Linked DNA regions of Rattus norvegicus: region 1 is linked to region 2. Evidence: chromatin contacts called from public Hi-C data. All regions are on one chromosome and are shown on one strand. Each heading gives the region's core, a stretch centred on a gene start, on an enhancer-like site or on the middle of the called end of the contact. The rest is flanking DNA. Distances are from core to core; before and after follow the strand shown.

Evidence for each region. Hi-C and Micro-C count contacts between places; a contact is called where the count stands out from the background.
Region 1: a contact with region 2 is called in a Hi-C map of hepatocytes, with 1.8 times the contacts expected there. The contact joins the promoter of Mettl2 here to the enhancer-like site in region 2. A contact is called at or near these places in 3 of 12 Hi-C or Micro-C datasets (hepatocytes, kidney and liver).

The regions. Positions count from the first base shown.
Region 1 is chr10:90,594,040-90,599,239 of GRCr8, reverse strand. Mettl2 (methyltransferase like 2) reads right to left here and starts at 3,829. Exons shown (of 9, transcript NM_001108839.1): 1 at 3,647-3,829; 2 at 3,384-3,475; 3 at 1,187-1,536. The coding sequence starts at 3,756.
Region 2 is chr10:90,357,910-90,363,410 of GRCr8, reverse strand. It overlaps a transcript of Efcab3 not described here. Among named protein-coding and RNA genes, the nearest start is that of Efcab3, 190 kb to the left of the region's middle. Within about 2 kb of position 2,365, at least 2 of the 93 cell types and tissues checked have an H3K27ac peak or open chromatin away from gene starts, as enhancers often do. A contact at or near this core is called in hepatocytes and liver, where this site is marked.

The DNA of each region.
Region 1 (5,200 bases), core at 2,580-5,079, 230 kb before region 2:
CCTTTCCTCATCTCTCATGGACTCTAATCAGAGACTTAGTTAAAGACAAGAACACTGGCTTTCGCTGGCTGAAGAAAGCTAGTCTAAAAAAAGGGCACAAAGCTGCTTTTACTTTCTGAGTTCTAGCAAAAAGCCCTGTAGATAAATTATTCTCCTGATGAGCTTCATTCACTACACCATGATTAGAAAGATATACTGCAAAGTCTCTGAGACCTTTATGGCCAGCATAGACGATCTGGGAGGCAAGAAGGCAGGTTCAACAAGACTAAACAGCTGGTGTTGGTGTTGGTTCAAATTTCAGGAGTCTGACCCTGAGTGGTAATGACTAATTCAATCCCATGTGTACAAGAAAGCATCCATAAATCTCTTTGAGGAATAGAGAACAAATGTAAATACATTGAAACTCTTCGTACAGTACACGTGACACCTTCTATAAAGGTTCTATAGACTGACTGAGAAAAAGAAGCTTATGATCAGGGTCAGGGGGTCTGGTTTGGTCACCAGACATTAGCCACTTCTGCTCCCAGCCTTCTGGGCAAGCATTAAGTCCTGCATTCCTTCAGGGGAACAACTCTGAGTGCTAACCTTCCAGGTTCCCCTAGGACTTATCTGTGAGAACAAGGATCTCCTTGTCTCCTACAACAGGATCAGTTGAAACGTTCACATAGTAACACTGCTAAATATAGTGCTTTCTGCAGCACAAAAACTGTAAACGTTTACGGAGTGCCATTGGCAGACATACTTCTTAGCCATTTTATATACATTACCTAAAGTTCCTTACAGTTAGACCAAGTACTCCCTGTGCTCTAGGAGGGACATGAGCTCATGCAGCATCTCACAGGAGGTAACAGGGATTAGCTAGGTGGTAAAGCGCTCCTCTAACCCGTGTGAGGCCTTGGGTTCAATTTCCAGCATTGCCCCCACTCATGGCACTGGACTTAATTCCAAGTTTTACTAGCTTTAGAATTAGCTTCCAGTGAAGTTAGTAGTCCCTTATAAACGAATTTCCCTAATAGGACCTGCCTAGGTATTGTCCCAATTCAAAAGAAGAATGGTGACGATTCCTCAATGGTAGGATGCTAAAATCTAGTCAAATTGATCAGACAGAAGACACTCTGGGTCAGCCTTGCTAGTCTGAGTGTAAAATGTGACATCTTCACTAACTCCATTAGGAAAATAAAGTTACCTCAAGTATTCGGTAGGTAGCAGAGGAGCCAGGAAAGTCGTCAGCACAAATTTCCAGGTGGGTGAGCTTCTGAGTCACCGGCTCTTCCACGGGAGGCACCCGAGTTTCACATCCATGGCTGGTACAAGGACGCTTGTGTTGTTCTGCTGCCAAGCCAGGTCCATCCTCACTGCTTCTAGGTTTGGAGACTTCATTCTTCTGTTTCTCCAAGTGCAAATTCACTAGGTGATCGTGGCTAGGTGCCAGTTCAGGGAACTCAGTAAAAAGCCAGTGTCTGTCCTTGAAAAACCCATTTTCGTGAACTTTGTAGAAGTCATCCCAGTATTTATGGGCATTGACTTCATAATCAGCTGTAAACATTTGAGAAAGAATTTTAAGAGTCGGTCTCAAATATTTTATTTATATCTAATGTCAAGTGTCTTGCATCACCAAACATCATTTTATTCCAGAAGTATGCTTGAGGGCAGTCAGGGTCTGAGAACTGGGCACCTTCACAGGCAATCGCCTTCTATCCATCTTACGTTTACGTCACCCACTTTTCATCCCCAGGGAGCCTAGCCTCTGCCATCAGACAGGGAGTTAGCTACCCATCATTTTCCTGACACAGCTCTGGATGGCCTTCGACTACGGGGGAATTATGAAATTAAGCAAACCCCAAGCACTGCACACAAGTCTAATTATTCTTAGTTTCAAGGTTCTATTTGCCAGGGACAGGCAGGTTCGTTGGTGTCTGTGGTAATTATTTTCCCTTGTAAGTTTTTTTTTTAATTTACAAGTTAAATGTCTCAGGCTCTTTGGATATCTGTGTAAATCCAGTGACTGTCACTCATGCATCTCTTCGGAAGGCACGTTCCTGCTTCTTTAGAACGTGGGGGCCAGGCACAAAGTCAAGATTAGTAATGAATGCTAAGATAAATAACTAGAATATGAGGAAAACCAGACAGTGAGAAAACTCTTCTTCCCGAAGCAAGAAGAGTTTCGGCTAATCAGGAGACTGATAGGGGCTCTTTCTCCGTTTGCTGACACGAAGACCTGGACCAGACCTGATGGAAGAATGAAGACCCAAGCAATGGGAGCCCACCACTGATTGCTTACCTCCAGGCAAAGCGCTTAAGGCCCTGTGGTTCAAGCTTAATTTTTTTGGAGACTACATCACCCTATGCTGCCCAGGACAGCCTCCAACTCAGTGGTCCTTCTGTCTCAGCCTCCCACATAGCTGAGTCTATACACCACTGCACTTGGCTAACTGGTTCTTTAACTGTAGAAAGAGGATATTGGGCTACATGACTTTGAAAATCCCTCTGAACACTATGATGCTTTATCTGGTCTGCATTTAACAATGCAGGTAGGAGGCCTACTTCGCAACTGGAATATATACACATGCTTATATATATTTTTTGAGACAAGCTCTCACGCAGCCAAGGCTGGATTGGAACTCTATGTAGCGAAGATGACTTTGACACACTCCCCAAGAGATTACACCCCCTCCATCCTAGGAGTTCCATACCTGGCCAGGACTGTGACCTCAGTACTATGCAGAAACTTTATCAATGCTTATTAGCCATCTCCCAGTCCCCTGGTGCCTATTATCTTAAAGTTCTAGTTTTACATTCAAATGTCTCTTAGAAACAGGGCTAACCAGTTCTAGTTTTAGTCTTTAGAGTACTTTATAAAGAAATTATTCTTGTCTTTAGGAAGGACCTCTTCTTCTTTGAGCAGACTCATCTCCACTCTGCTGCGCCTGATCTTTTTTTGGTAGAAGATCCAGATCTCCAAACCCATCACCCCAGGAAAAGATACATGGTCCAATCATCCTCTCCTCCAACAGTAGGTAGGATCTGACCACATCATTCTAGCTCTAATGGAAACTCTCCAGCAGAACACAGACTGACGAAGCTACCCTACGATAGATGATCGAACGACTTTACGGTTGCCACGGGCCAGCTACATTCACATGACACTAGTCAATACGAACTAAAAATGTAGAACTAGAGAATACAAAAACTCAACCCCAACTTCCTTCAAAATTTTGTTAGAAGGCAGCCAGCCCCTTTGCCTCCTAGCTCGTCCCCTCCCCGACCCGTTCTATGCCGGAGTTCTTCATCAGGTCAGTAACAAATGATCCTGGTGCCCGCATTTCTACTGCCTTCTCGTGGAGGCGCGTCCCGCACTGCCGGCTGTGGACAAATCAGCGCACCTTGCTTCTCCGGGCACACCAGCTGGGAACTGTTCTCCTGCACTTTCCTCTCCGCCGCCGCGGCCTGCTCCTCTGACCACTTCACGTTGTCCCTGTGAAAACCAAACGGGCAGCTTAAGGTCCACAGGTCCCCGCCGCGGGCAGGGTGAGTCGCGGAGCCGCGAACGTCCGTCCTCGGGAGGCGAACGCTTCAGCTACCGCCGCGGGAGGAGGGCAGGGCTTTTCTCCAAGTGCTCCGGGGTGGCGAGGTGCAGGGTAGTTACCAGGCATTGTGGTGGAAGACGCGCGCCGGGTCGCTCAAGAACCGGTTCCCGAACTGCGGTCTTTTCCTGTCCTCAGTCTCCGGCACGCCTTCAGACAAGGAGGCCGCCATGACACCGGAGACGGAAACGCCTCCTTTTCCTTAACGCGAGGACTTCCTGTGGGCCACACCCCTTTCGGAGGTAGTGGCGTCTGGGCGGGAAAACGGGAGGCGGGGCGGGCGGGGCGGGGCGGGGCGGGGCGGGGCGAACTCTAAGTGACTAGGGAGCGAATTGAGCAAAAGTCGCTTCTCTGAGGAGGTGCTGCAGGGCGTGCTGCCGGGGAGGAAGTAGGAGACTGTCTCCTCCTGTTCCGCTTCGGTGCTGGAACCCCAGCAAACTCCCCAGGTTCCCTCCAGGAAAAGCTTTGACAAGCGGACTGTGAAGAGACGTGGGTACCACACCACAGTCGGCGGTGAGGCAACGCATTGGTTTTGAGAGCGTGAAGCTTCCGTGTTGAATGTCATGACCGAGCACAGCTCTTTGAAAAGCCAGGCTTAACTGGCACGATAAAAATTGTAATACATTCATATACAGAGTTTGTAATATGTACATATATTCAATTTATTTAAGTGTATACATTATACATTTATATGTTATACATACATGTATAAATATTTAAAAAACTAATGGTCATTGGCATATAATTTATAATTGTACATTTTCCGCCTCATATATTTCTATTATTTAAAAAAAAAATTTCTCGGGGTTGGGGATTTAGCTCAGTGTTAGAGCGCTTGCCTAGGAAGCGCAAGGCCCTGGGTTCGGTCCCCAGCTCCGAAAAAAAAAAAAAAAAAAAATTTCTCCTTTATGTGTATGGATTGTTGTGCACCACATGCATGCAATGCCCATGAAGGCCAGAAGAGGGCACCAGATCTCATGGAAATACAGATGCTTGTGAACCAATGTGTGGGTGCCAGGAATCAAAACCTGGGTCCTCGGGCTGGGGATTTAGCTCAGCGGTAGAGCGCTTACCTAGGAAGCGCAAGGCCCTGGGTTCGGTCCCCAGCTCCGAAAAAAAAACAAAAAAAAAACAAAAAAAAACAAACCTGGGTCCTCTAGAAGAGTTGCCAGTGTCCTTAATTATAGGGCTCTCCAGGTCCTATAATTTCTATTCCTATTATTATTATTATTATTGAATGATTGATTGGTTGATTGATTGATTATGGCTGTTCTGGAATTGTGTAGAACAGGCTGGCCTTGAACTCTGGTCTTCCTGCATTTGCCTACCTGGTGTATGGATTAAGGGTATATACCACTATGCCTAGATACAATTTGATTTTTTTTCTTGTTTGCTTGTTTTGAGGCAAGGTCTTATTCTACTCCAGGATGCTCTAGAATTTACTTTGTAGTCTTGGCCTTTAAATCATGGTGATCTTCCTACCTCAGCTTCTCAAGTGTTGGGATTACAGGAGTAAGCCATTGTGTGCAGGGACATTGGTTCTTTTAAATAATTTGTTTGTTCTAAAGGCTTTGTACAATTATATCTTTTAGACTGGGCATATTCCCCCCATATCG
Region 2 (5,501 bases), core at 1,116-3,615:
CAACAAGATGTGGGACTTGGGAAGGAGATCGGTACCCATAATTCTTAGCTCTAACACGATGTTTTAAGTGTTATTTCTTTTGTTAAATTTCTGAGTGGAACATGCCAAAGATAGAAAAAAGGACATTTTAAAATATGTATTTTAATTATGCATGTGTGTCAGCATGGGGCATAAACACACACATGTTCAGGTGCCCATGGAAGCCAGAAGAGGGCAATGGATCTCTAAGAGCCAGAGTCCCAGACAGTTGTGAGCTACCCCATGGGGTGCTGGGAAATGAACTCTGGTCCTGAGCAGAATCATTGCATGAGCTTAACTGTTCACTCACATCTTCAGCCCAGAAAACTAATTTTGAAGTTTCAAAAGGCTTTGCTCTTGCATGACCATGCACTGAGAAATAAATGCCACGAGAAAAGTAACACAGACTGGAATTTTTGCTAACTTAGAGGATAGGCAGACAGGTGTAAAATTGAATGTGTAAAATCTCACATATGTGTATAATTAAGACTGTGAGAGGATGTCCGTGACCCTGATAACAAAGATGCTGTGAAGTCTGGATTGTCACTCGAAAGCACCTTCTCTGATCGGTCTTCCCAGGGCCCTGAAAACAATGTACTTACGGTTTGAATCAGTTCTGAACTTTAGATAGATCATTCCAGCAGTCTGGTAGACAATATGGGAGGGGGAGGTGAGGGCCACAGAGAGGAAGCAGCAGTGGTGGTGAACGGAGAGCTCAGGGGTGAAGAACACTTACAGCTCTTGAAGAACATCCAGGTTCAGGATGGGCAGATCCGAAGTACCTGACGCTTTCTTCTGGACTCTGTCTATGGCCGATACGTTCATACGTATGTGCTCACACACAGACACATACCCATATTTTAAAATTTAAATAAGTCTTTAAAAATGAGGCTGGAGAGATGGTTCTGCAGTTAAAATCCTGGGCTGCTCTTCCAGAGAACTCAAGCTCTATTCCCAGCACTCACATAACAGCTCGAAAACTTTCAACAACTCCAATTCCAAGAAACCTAACATCCTCGTGTGGCCTCTGCAGGCACCAGACACTCACATAGTGCACTGACATACGTGCAGACAAATGAACCCACACGCATAAAATAAAATTAAAATAATAAGTTGAAACAGATACGCAAAAAGACAACGTGGAGAGAAGAGTTGTGTTGCTATTCTGAGACCACCAACTGGAAGTGACAGGCTTGAAATGTGGCCCGTGCTAGTAGGACAGAACTTAGGGGTAAACTGAGGAAATATGCATAAGTGTTTAAGGCAACCTCGGGAGCAAGGGGAAGAATGGCCAAGAGGAGGAGAGTATAGTTACGTTTGGGTAAATATGTGGCAAGCAGCCATCAGGAAGATACCAGAGAGTAAGCTTGGCAGCAAGGGGATCAATTTCAATGTGGTAATGTTGAGATTGGGTTTCAAAAGGATTGTTTAAGGGTTAGGTCTGGTCAGCATACAGTTGTGTAATCCCAAGGTTCAGCATAGACTGGAATAGAGACATGGACCTGAAAGTTCCTGAGTGACAGGGAAAGGGGCTGGTTGAGGGATAGTGTTTATTGAGTTCATGCTTTCTTTTGAATCTTGTGTTTTACTCTCTGAATGTCTAGCTCTGTTCCTTGGCCGTTTTTGGAGGTTAGATAGTAATCATGGTGTTACCCCTGGTGTATCTTAATCTATTACAGAAGGGATGGGTAATTTGGGGTTTTAATAAAATAATAGGATTTCTATTTTTTTTGTCTTCCTCCAACGTCTTTTTTGAGAAAAGAAAACTTTAATAATCCTTATATAGCTTAGTGAAGACACAACAGGAGACACAGCAGTTCTATAACAGGCTCACCATCAACTGGCAGGGTTTCTATTAGGTCTTTAAGCTCGTCGTCTGTGAGTCTAATCTCCATATTGTCCAAGACGGTGTCCATGTTACTGACATCAACTTTCCCTTCTTTGAAAAACATTAAATTAGAAATGCACGGAAAGCGAATAATTAAAACATTTCTTTCACCATTACATGCCATTGTTTAATTTTTTTTCTCTTTTTTCTTTTTTTCGGAGCTGGGGACCGAACCCAGGGCCTTGCGCTTGCTAGGCAAGCGCTCTACCACTGAGCTAAATCCCCAACCCCACTATTGTTTAATTTTAATATGACCCTACGCTCATATTAAAATTAAAAACTTGATGATTCACACATTTATATCACAATATGAACACAATATGAATAGTCTGACTCTGTGCTCCAGAGGGCAGAGTTAGTAGAGTTTAAACACTAAAATCAGAGCCTCTCTCTCTCCCTGAGGTTTGTGGTTGACTCAAACCTACACGGGACACTGCTCACTGAACATTTTTACGCCTCTTTCCCAGCAATACTTTTGAACAATAAAGCCTATTTGTGTTTTCTGAGGCTTTGAGTTAATTATTATCGAGACTGCTTGCTGAATTAAAAAACAAACAAACGAGATCCCGGGAACTTTGACCTTTCTTTTCACTTTTGCTGCAAAAATACATGAAGTCATTCTTTTGAAGTAAAACTTGAAAAATTCCAAATTTATTTTTGCTTAAGCAAAGATAGTGTCTAGGATACTATTTGTCAAATTACAAATATATACTTCAAAATTTAAGGAAATGAGCTATAAATAAGAAATGGGATTTCCTATCTAATGAGTTACTATCTGGACCACGAGGTTCCTTGAGAAAATTCTGTTTTCTTACTAATTCTCTAGCTTACCTTTGAGAGTCTTTATTTCATTCAACAATCTATTCTGGAATACCATTTCATCATCTATAATAAAATAATATCATATTTTTGTAATATAAAATCATAAAAACTATACATTTGTCATGAATATTAATGTTTTATTTCACAACAGAAATACTATTAAAGACAGCATTTACATGTATTATGATTATATAGAATTGAAACATATTTCCTTAAATATTTATACTCCACTGCCCTCAAATATACATGAATTTGGGAAAGGGAAATTTTTGCTTCCTGATAAATCTACAGTCTCGCATTGGCCGCATTTTTAGTTGTTCTATAGTGTGTGAAACGCACACATATTTAGTAAACTTCTACAATAGTGAAACACATATTATTTTCTCCTTTTATTTCCTTCCTAGTTTCTCGTTCCTCTTTACTTTCCCCATATTTTCGTGTTTATAGAACCCAAAGCCTTTTGCATAGCTCTAATAGCACCAAGGACTTACGGTTAAATTTATACTCCAGCAATTTCCACAGAGAATTAAGTAGGAAAGTCTAAAGCTTCTTCACTGCCCACTGATACCCATGGGTGATGCTTCATTAGTGTTTGAGGCTTACCGTCCACAGGCAGGACCTGCGCCAGATCCGAGATCGCCTTCTCTGTGAGCTCAATGCCCATGCTTCCCAGAATGTATTTGAGATCATTGATATCAATTTTATTACCTTTGAAAAGACAGCAGTATTGTCATTAGGTAAACCAGATATTTAGCCATGCTTGTAAGGCATGTTGTACAAATTAAAGTCTAATGTTTAGATAACATTTATCTACATAAAACCGATAGAAGAAACATTTTAAAATTATCCTGACTGGTGGTTTGAATAAGAGATTTTTTTTTTAAATTTTGGAGACCTGACAAAATGACAGGGATAATGCATATATAACTCAGAAATTTAGGAGCCTAATCAGAAATAAATAGACATTTCTACAGGTATAATTCTTTTGATTTAAAACACAAGATTTAATGTTATAAGCTGGCTGGTGGCAGCACATATTGGGAGGGGTGGTGGAGGAATAGGGGGGTGGAGAGCAGAGGATCTTTTAGTTCCAGGCTAGCCTGGTCTACAGAGTGAATATTCCAGGATAGCTGGAACTACATAGAAAAATCTTGTCTCAAAAAAATGAAAAAAAATCAATAAAAAAATAAATCACTGTAACAACATTTTGAATCTTCAAAATTTGTCCCAAATTTATCTTACCATTTGCTATGTTTCTAGTATATATGTCTATGTATGTAAAATAATATGTGTGTATATTTATATCATAGTAGACAAAATCCCTCTAACTATAGAGTATCTCCAGAAATGAGAAAAAGTGGTTCCAAGAAAAAGCAAATAGCATTTCAGTACTAAAATCTTGATAACCTATCGATGGAGTATCAGAAACAATAGCAAATTAATTTTTAAATTGTTTTAAATATGTGTGCGGATGGTACATTTGCCTTTCCCTCCCTCTCCCTCCCTCTCCTTCCCCCCCTGGCAGCAAGCCCCCAGGGTCTACTTGTCTCTGCCCCCATCACGTTGGGTATATATGTGTGTTCCATACCCTACTTCTATGTGGATGCTAGGGATTTAATTCAGTTTCTCACACTTATATGAGAAACTCTGTACACACTGAGTCATCTCTCCAGGCACCAGGGCAAATTATTCCTTAGCAATGAGCAAAAATGCAGACTCTAAAAGCAGGTGTATATGACTGATAAAAGCCGTTTAATACAGCACAGTGTAAGAGTTTCAGTTATGTTAATCTTACCCACCTGTATAAGCTTCCATTACATCAACCAAGTTTTTCATTTCAATTTCTCCAGCATCTGTAAGAAAATAAGCATTTATATATGGACATGATTCCCAAGATTCAGAAAGCATGAATCACGACATTAAGTTAAGTAGTATTTAGATGCTCTAGCATTTTAACGTATTTTAAATACTTCATATGCATGCTTTTATGATGAGAATGTTAAAAAAATCTACGTTCATCGATTTAAAAATACACACTATTATTTTTCTGTCTTTAACTTTTTTGAGATTATAATATATACACATATATTCCTAAATATGACCTCCTCAGTCTGTATAATGTTACTTGCATGTATGTTTTCAGGGCTGATCATTTGATATTGGATAACCAGTTGGTGTGCTCTCCCCCAGGGAAGACTCATTTGTGGCATTCTTTAATTGCTCATAGCTCTTTGTGTAGGGTGGCGGCCTCATGGGCTTTACCATCCACTTTGCCATTTCCACTGGAGTTGTACTGCAAAAGTGTATGCTATTACTAACTGTACTAAACATGAACGACTCAGTAGTGCTCCTATGAAGCCAGAACTTTGAACCCTTTGAACATATCTCCCTTCCTTTCTTACCCCAACTCACTCCAATCTGGAGCCTCCTTTTGGTTCTATGCGTTGTCTACTTCAAAATCCAACCCAGACATAGACAATCAGCACCTGCCTTTGTGTGTCTAATTTTCCTCCACTGGGGTGATTTTCTGGGGTGCCCTCTCACGGCACGAAAAATGCGAACAGAGCTGGGCTGTGCATCTAGGGATTCGCTGCTCTCTTCTAGGTCTCCTGGGCACTTGAGTATGTCTATGGTATTGTCCGCAGTGTCTCTCCTATTTCTTACTGATTTTGTATATTTTAGCTTTCTTACTTTTTCTTAGGTCAGCTAGTTTAGTTAGGTCAGCTTTAAGCTTGTCAAGTCTATGTTTTCAGAAGTTCAACCTTTAGCTTTG